3 separate regions of the Zea mays genome follow, and regions 1 and 3 are each linked to region 2. The links are chromatin contacts, called in public Hi-C maps. All regions are on one chromosome and are shown on one strand. The core of a region is the stretch at or near the end of the contact, and the rest is flanking DNA. Distances in the headings are between cores, read along the strand shown. Region 1 has its middle 74 kb from the start of LOC100501848. Region 2 holds the start of LOC103632727 (putative 1-phosphatidylinositol-3-phosphate 5-kinase FAB1C). Region 3 holds the start of LOC100273108.

The links. Hi-C and Micro-C count contacts between places; a contact is called where the count stands out from the background.
Region 1: a contact with region 2 is called in a Hi-C map of tassel, with 2.0 times the contacts expected there. The contact joins the enhancer-like site here to the promoter of LOC103632727 in region 2. A contact is called at or near these places in 2 of 25 Hi-C or Micro-C datasets (ear and tassel).
Region 3: a contact with region 2 is called in a Hi-C map of ear, with 2.6 times the contacts expected there. The contact joins the promoter of LOC100273108 here to the promoter of LOC103632727 in region 2. A contact is called at or near these places in 2 of 25 Hi-C or Micro-C datasets (ear and leaf mesophyll).

What each region holds. Positions count from the first base shown.
Region 1 is chr7:114,028,389-114,031,088 of Zm-B73-REFERENCE-NAM-5.0, reverse strand. No RefSeq gene overlaps it. Among protein-coding and RNA genes, the nearest start is that of LOC100501848, 74 kb to the left of the region's middle. Within about 2 kb of position 1,293, at least 16 of the 20 cell types and tissues checked have an H3K27ac peak or open chromatin away from gene starts, as enhancers often do. A contact at or near this core is called in ear and tassel, where this site is marked.
Region 2 is chr7:113,722,633-113,725,332 of Zm-B73-REFERENCE-NAM-5.0, reverse strand. It overlaps LOC103632727 (putative 1-phosphatidylinositol-3-phosphate 5-kinase FAB1C), which reads left to right and starts at 1,334. Exons shown (of 11, transcript XM_008654468.3): 1 at 1,334-2,305. The coding sequence starts at 2,040.
Region 3 is chr7:113,402,023-113,404,722 of Zm-B73-REFERENCE-NAM-5.0, reverse strand. LOC100273108 reads left to right here and starts at 1,302. Exons shown (of 7, transcript NM_001147557.2): 1 at 1,302-1,697; 2 at 2,219-2,388; 3 at 2,489-2,700. The coding sequence starts at 1,580.

The sequences.
Region 1 (2,700 bases), core at 44-2,543, 310 kb before region 2:
CCAAATGCTCTAGCTCAGACTCAGCAAATAAAAATTTTGATAATTTAGTCTGTCTGATGCTTCGTCGAGATATCTTTAGGATCGTATGACGTTAAAATAGGCAATCAGGGCGGTGAAATATTGCGGAAGCATAAAAATATTTACGCCACTTTCTTCTAATCACAAAACCAAAATATAGCACTTTTATAAATCTGAACAGATTGTTGTTACGTTAGTAAAAACATTGCCGACCAAAATCCATAACTTGGATTGATCTCAAAATGTAACAGATTAAACTAGATAAAATTATGTCTAACCCAACTATAATCGCGTCGATCGGAATTCTGGTCTAAAGTTATTAACGAAACAAGATCATTGATCCAGAGAGTAATGAAAATTAATCTAGATCTAATTTCGAAATTAAACATCATCATCATCATCAACATCAACATAGTCTTTTAGTCTCAAGCAAGTTGGGATATGCTAGAGTTGAAAGCCAATAAGATGTCACCAAAAGGATAAAGAAAGAGAAAGGGGAGGAGAAAAGCTTTTGAAGCACTAAAAGAAAAAAAAGGCATAATCACGGTTCAGTCATGTGGATAGCTTCTTTCCAAGCACTTCTATCCAAACACAACTTTTCATTCCTTCAAATCCCTTTTGATTGCTTCCTCCCATGTTAAGTTTGATCAATTTCTACATCTCTTCACATTATTGTCCCGTCTTATGATGCCTCTATGCACCGGTGTCTTTGAGGCATTCCGGTGGACATGACCAAACCATCTCAACCGGTGCTGAATAAACTTTTCTTCAAATAGCGCTACTCTTTCGAAATTAAACAATAACCGGAAAAGATTAATATCTCAAACTTTGTAGATCAGTTAATAGATGCCTTAGTAATAATCTAGATGTGCCAAAACATCGGTCACCATTGAAAACAAATATTCAATCTAGAACCAAAACTAATAATCCAATTAATCAAACAAAGAAAGAGGAATAACATTGCCGCACTAATATTGCATAATCAATTATTTAATCATCAAAATTTGTGTACAAAAGTGCTCCTCCAAAGCACCAGAGAGTTCTCCCTTGATATCTCCTGAAAAATCTAGATTAATCTCTCCAATAAATCTAATCTAGAGTCTAAAATTTCTAATGTGCGTTCTAAGAAAAAGAAAAAAACAGTCTCTATTTATAAGGACTTGCAGTCCTAATCCAGCCCAAACTCAAATTCCACCTAACCGCATGGGCCATGCGCCCATGCCTCAGCCTCCATCGGGTCGCTAGCGCCTCCTCGGCTTGGGCCGCCAACGCCTCCTCAGGCTGCCACCGCAACCACGCCATGGCGCTCCTGTGGGCCGTGGCCAGCGGACAAGCCACGCGCGTACGCTTGAAGCCGCTCCCAGCAAACGGACCGCCTCCACGCCACGCTGCAGGCAGCAGGATGCTGGAGTGGATTTTTTTTTTTCATCCGGAATACAAAGAATATCTTTTACGGCCTCTCACATCAATCCATAGATGAGCAAGCGGACCGCCTGATACGGCACGGTCCGGGCCCAGACCAGACACGGCCTAAATAGGCATGGCACGAATAGGCCCACGGGCCTATCGGACCGGGTCTGTACAGTCCTGTGTGCCTCGCTAGGGGCCTAGGCACGGCCCTTCGGGCCGTTTTTCGGGCCGAGCCAGCCCGAAAAGACCTGGCCCAGAAGAGTAACAGAAAAACATAGTTTGAACAAAAACATGCACAATCAACATTCAACACAGTTTGAATAAAATGTACACAAATATTGAGCTGTTAGTGCAATGCCGCCTCATTAAAAACATTCTTAGGTAAAACTCACACCTCGTAAGAAACCCTAGAAAGGAAAAAAAGTACGACCAGCTCAGTTTATAATTAAAATATTTAAAGTTATTACAAGCCAAAGTGTCAGATCAGATCAGAATTCAGAAACACTTTACACTTCACATTCTCAGCCTCACAAGATCAATTCAAACTCAGGCAGCAGCACCTTCTTCATCCAGCCAAATCTCTTTGAAGGACTCCTCTAACTCATTGTCCACCATATCATGTTGTGTCCGTTGTTGGCCTAGCTCCCAATCTTTGATGCACACCAACATCTCCACTGTCTCTACGTTCAAGCGTCATTGCCGATCCTCAAGAATCCTGCCAGACAAACTGAAAGTAGACTCCCAAGAAGTAATTGAGGCAGCAACAGACATAATGTCTCTAGCCATATGAAGCGTCCCGATCCTTTGAGACTCAAATGTGATACAATCACTAGTCCCAGGAGGCTAGTAAATACATTCATTTCTTCAAATAGTATAGAGTTTCGAATAATAGTTATTACAATACCAAAATACAAGCTCTAGCGAGCCTGGGAACATAGCACAATGGAAGATCATCTAGCCCAAGCCACAGGCAGACTAGGTGCAGACACAACCCCCTTCTAGTCGAACATAGCAGAAAAGAAGTCTTCAGCTGCTGAAAAACATAAATAAAATCTGGGTGAATACACTAGGTATTCTGCAAGCCCATCCCGCCCGTAACGAGGGAGGGACCTATACAATACATGCTTGGTATGGTGGAGTTAAAGTCGCTCTTTTCTTTTTCAGAGAAAGGCAATACTTTTGTCGTTTTACCCAAGAGAGAGGAGTAGCACATTTTCACACTCAACCACCACTGAGCTTCCCGCTCACGTGGTATTACTTTTATTTCCAAAA
Region 2 (2,700 bases), core at 85-2,584:
ACCGTGTAAAACCTCTATTAAAAGTGATTTAGTTACAATATTTTACTATTTTTTTATCGGTCATTTAGTTAATATGTTAGTGTGTGAAATAGTGAAACAAACTTTTATATTAAAAGACAATTTTTATTCTTAGTTTTATAACACTTTTGATGTTGTGATAATGTTAAAGAAGTATTACAAAATTTCCATAAAAATAGCCTCGGAGTAAAAAAAAGATGATACTGTATTTACTACTAGGGAAACATATCTATGCAATCAGTTATATTGGTGTAATCATACAATCAAATGATCTAGTGTATTCAATAAAAATCAAAAAAATCCAACGATGATTGCTATTTTAGATGGAAAAGGTTAAATGTAAAATAACAACTAGGTTTTAGGATTAGGTTGAAGGGGTTAAATATAAAATAGTAGTCACTGTTGAATTTTGATTGGATGTACCGGATCACTTGATTGCGCAATTGCACTAACATAACTGATTAGCACACATCCCTAACCTATAAAGACACGATAACCCCATGTGCCACTTCGTATGTGGGTCTCAATCACCGTACTTTATGTTTTATTTTTTTGGAATTAAGAGCCATAAAGAAGTCCCAATTACTTTATCGCTTGTCATAGAATATAGTTGGTTCCTCTTCGCTATTACTTTCAAAATACAGTGTAAAGGTGTGGGTATGGAAAGAAATAACACCGCGTAAATAGTCATTTCCTTATTTTATCCATCCATTTTTTGAGCACATATAAATTTGTCTTTAAAACATTGAGTATATATTGGCTATATAGTTGTGTGCTTTATGTTTTTTATATAGACAGTAAAAATTCAATAATTCATGTCATATAAGTTGCCGTTTGGTTAGCGTATTTATAACGTGATGGAGAACTGATAACATTATATCATGTTTGTTTAGCTTCAATCGTAATTAAATATCACACTAGAAACTAATACCGATCTATTCAAACTTGTTACCACCGGTACTCGAGTGTAAATCATTACCGTTACTAGTTATATTACATTTCGTGAACTAAACAACACCTAAACCTTTTGCATTGACACAAGAGAATCGTACCATCGACACAAGAAAACAGAGTAGAAATGTAGAATGGATGGTGACCTGAATACATCCAACATATGTATCCTCTTCTCTAAGAAAAAGACCTTCCACTGTTGATTTTAGTTGGCTCACATTCCTCCTCTGATTTTAGTGGTAAAGAACGTCAATATATGAGTGCTAGTAAAAAAACAAGGCCAGGGGAAAATGGACGCTAGCCAAAGCAAGAAAGCCACCCGCCGTCCGCCGACGACAAGACGCACACGGTACTCATCACACAAACTTGAGAGCGGCAAAATAACAATTTTTTTTTTCTCACACAGACTTGAGACCCGTCCCCGTCTCATGCTTTCCTTCCTGGCCATCGAAACGGAGGGACACCGGATAACGAGCCAGGATTTCCACCGCGCGCGCCCAAGCGGTTAAATAAAAATCCCACCCGCCGCGGCGAGCGTCTGCCCGTCACTGTCCTGTATCTCTCGCAAATCTCCCACCCGCCCCACATAATAAGAACCGCCGCCGCCGCCGCCGCCGCCGCTCTTCTCCAACCTCCGTCTCTCCGAGCATGCACTCTGCGTTCTCGTCCTGCCGTCCTACTCGCTACGCGGCGCGGCTCTGAATTGGCATCTCCCGACCCCGCCTCTCGCGCGCCGTCCCCCCGTCCCCGCACCTGCCGAAGCTGAACCCCGGTCCCGGCGGCATTGCGCGCGCGCTCTCTCTTTCTCTCTCTCGCTGGAGGCGGGACCGCGGGAGAGCCGTCTCACTCAGCGGCGCCGCGGGCCGCTGGCCCTGCCGCACCCGCGCAGGGTGGTTGGTCCCGTGTCGGGTGTGGTGAGGCGCTGACTTGGACGGGACGCAATCAGCGGACGAAGGAAGCTTCGGGCGTGGCCGCGTCGCTTCGCCTCGTCTCCTGCTACTTGTTCGGAACTTCTCCATCTTTCCCCACAGTTGGTTTTGATCTTAGCGTGCCGTATCGCCCTATCGGGGATGGGGTTGCTGGAGTTCGCGGTGGGTAAGGCCAGATCCCTTGCCGCCGCCACTGACCTGGAGCAGCGGCACGTGCACAAGGGCGAGCTCGCGCGGATCGAGACGCGGCGGTGCCAGGAGGCGGGCCATGGCGTGACCACGCCCAAGGCCCAGGGGCCGGCTTCGCCCGTCGGGCCGCCCACGCCCCCGCGCCGCCTGACCGAGGCGAGATCTGGAGGCCAAGCCGATGCCGGCCCGCGCTCTCATCCTCCCGGCTGTGATACTAGGTAAATGCAAGTCTACCGCAGTTCTTACAACTTGCCGTAAATAGATACCTAAAAAAGTCAAGCGTTGCTTAAAAACATGGAAGTTTAAGTTGTCTGGTCGATTGACTGGGAACTGTATTTATCCTTCCTTTTTCTATGGACTTGAAACTGTGCTGTTTGGTTCAGTAATGATAATGGGATCTCTTACCGGCGGTAATGGTTACTAGTTATAATTGGAATGGTTACTAGAAAGAGCTCAACTAAACAAAAGTATCAGTATCCATTACCCCATGCCATTTGCGTTACATTTCGGCGAACCAAACAACACCGGCAGTGCCGGCGTGGGCAAGTTACAAACATATTGGCTGGCTAGGGCAAACACATGACATGTGTATATCTTTGTGATTTGTCAATTG
Region 3 (2,700 bases), core at 53-2,552, 320 kb after region 2:
TACATTTTTATTGGTCATTTCGATGCAACATTTAATTGACATTTTAGCATGTAAAATCATGAACTAAAACTTTTGCATGTTTTATTCTTTTTTCATCTCATTCTTGATGGTGCGCAATATTAAGAATAACACAATGAAACTCTTATTTGGAGTAGCCTTAGGCTATTCCTAACCCACTATTTCTTATCACGATATACAACTTGCCAAATCATATGTTGCTATACAAGATATAGTTGTCCTAATTATAATATCATCTGATGTTCAATAGTCTTACAGGATTATTAAATGTTAGATGTATACAAGAGTATGAATCGTGCCTGAGCGACATCTCTATTAAAATCTTTATTCTCTTTCCTCTTTACTCACATGTCACATCAGCTTTTCATTCTACCTGGCATATAGCCATATACTAAATGAGTAAGATACCATTAATCCAAACACATTAATAGTTGTATTAGAGATACGAAATTAAAATTAAGGGTATGTTTATATCTCTAGTGCTAAAGTTTAGCGGCTGCTAAAATTTAGCATGTGCTAAACATTAGCACTTGAGGACTGTTTGGATAAAGTGCTAAACTTTATCAACTGCGGCGGCCAATGGTGGGAGAGTGAAAGGGGTAATCCATGCAAAATAGGATTGGAGACTATTTTTAGCATAGTTTTATCATCTTTGGTTGAGCTAAAGTGCTAATATATGCTAAACTTTAGCACAACACTTTTTGTCACATGTTTGTTTCTTTAGCGTCTAAACTTCAGAAGAAAAAAATATAGTGCTAAAGTTTAACGAGAAAACAAACGGTCCTAAAACAAGGTTAAAATGTAAAAAGTTCGGTGGCCTCGTGAATCGTGGTCCGGAGCAGAACTCACGTGGGACCCGTTCCCCGCGCAGAGAATCCCGAGGCCCCACCGCGGGAGCCACTGGCCGCCCACCACGGTTCACCTCGTGCGCTCTCCTTCCCGGACACGTGTCGTCCTATCAACGACCCGCCCACCGCGTCTGAGCCACGCTGGACGCTCGGTCGCCGCACACTCTTCCACCGACATGCGGGGTTCCATTCCTCTCCGCCCAAAATGTCAGTGGCGTTCGACGTAACCAGGCAGAGTGCAGCAGGAAGGACGTTGTGTCGTACCACGTGGGGGACTCGACCGGGGGAACCGGTAAACGTGGCGCGGGCCCCGCCGAGAACGACGCGAGCGATCCGGTCACCGCGGCCCGGGCCCGCTGGCCCCTAGTCGCCACGCGAACCACTCCTTTATTTCTTTTGTTTCCTACTCCTATTTTTAATTATTTTTTTGTTTCCTAATGCCCTCGTTTTCAATTAAAAAGTGAAGCGCAAGCCATTAAACAAACACAAATAGCACACACGGGCACACGGCAGGCCTACAACTACAAGAGGAGAGGAGAAGAGAGAGGAGAATTTTCAATGCTGCCGCGCACCGTCATCACTAGCTAGTGGAGGGGCGGACGAGAAGGCGAGGAGCTGAGGGGAGAGAGGCTTCACAGAGCTTGCTTGAGCCTGGAGGGGGCTGCCGCTGTTTGTCTCTCCACTCCACCCACCAGCAGTTACCTCGGGAGGGCATGGCAAAATCTGGTGCCTCCTTTCCGGAGTCCAGTTGGATGGAGAGGGATTTCCTGGCCGCGATCGGCAAGGAGCAGCAGCACCCGCACAAGGAGGAGGCAGGCGCGGAGGAATCTGGTATGCTCCCGGCCTCCTTTCGCCGCCTGCCGCGCTGCGTTTCTTGATCTGTGCCCGCACCGAGCCGTGCCCTAGTTTCTTGCCGTGCTGGGGTTGGGTTCGCTCCATTCGGTGCGGCGAGATGCGGCATGGGTGCGCTGCGAAATTCAAGCGTCCCTTTCCTCTCTCTCTCTCTTTTCTCTGTGTGTGTTTTGTTGCTGATTACTTTATCTTCGCAACAAAGAGTGTGGGCTTGCTTGGCTGGCATGCCTGCCGAATTCCTTTTGACGGCCGGCCTGCCGTGTACGCTCGATTGTGGGGAGAGTTAATACGTGAAGAAAGCGACGATGTTTCCGGGAGAGGCTGGCCGAGCCTTTCGGACAGCCGCGCGTGTCGTTAGTTGATTTCGAGCTGCTAGTAGTCTGATCGCTCGTGTGGGATGGGGATGGTTAACGGATCCATCTCTGGGTTCTTGCTTTGCTGTGTGTATTTATGTGCCGGCGTCTGATTGTCAGAGGCATGTGTGCAATCTCTCTCCCCAGCTTACTTCGGCGGAGCAGGAGCAGCAGCAGCAGCCCCGGCAATGGACTGGTCCTTCGCTAGCAAGCCCGGCGCCGCCCCGGCGTTGATGTCGTTCCGGTCAGCTTCGTTCCCCCAGTTCTCCTCCTTCGACGGCGCCAAGAACCCGGCCCCTCGTATCCTCACGCACCAGGTTTGCGCGGCTGCCCTTCTTGGTTCTGGTCCATGTCAGCTTCCGAGTTTTTACTGATACATCTAGGTCCCTTTTCGGGCCTCTGATGATGCTTTTGCAGAGGTCGTTCGGCCCCGACAGCACGCACTACGCCGCCGCGCACCGCACGCAGCATGCGCTGAACGGGGCTAGAGTCACTCCGGTCTCGTCGCCGTTCAACCAGAACAGTCCGATGTTCAGGGTCCAGAGCTCGCCTAGCCTTCCGAACGGTACTGCGTTCAAGCAGCCGCCTTTTGCCATCAACAACAACGCTGCGGCCAGTTCTACTGTTGG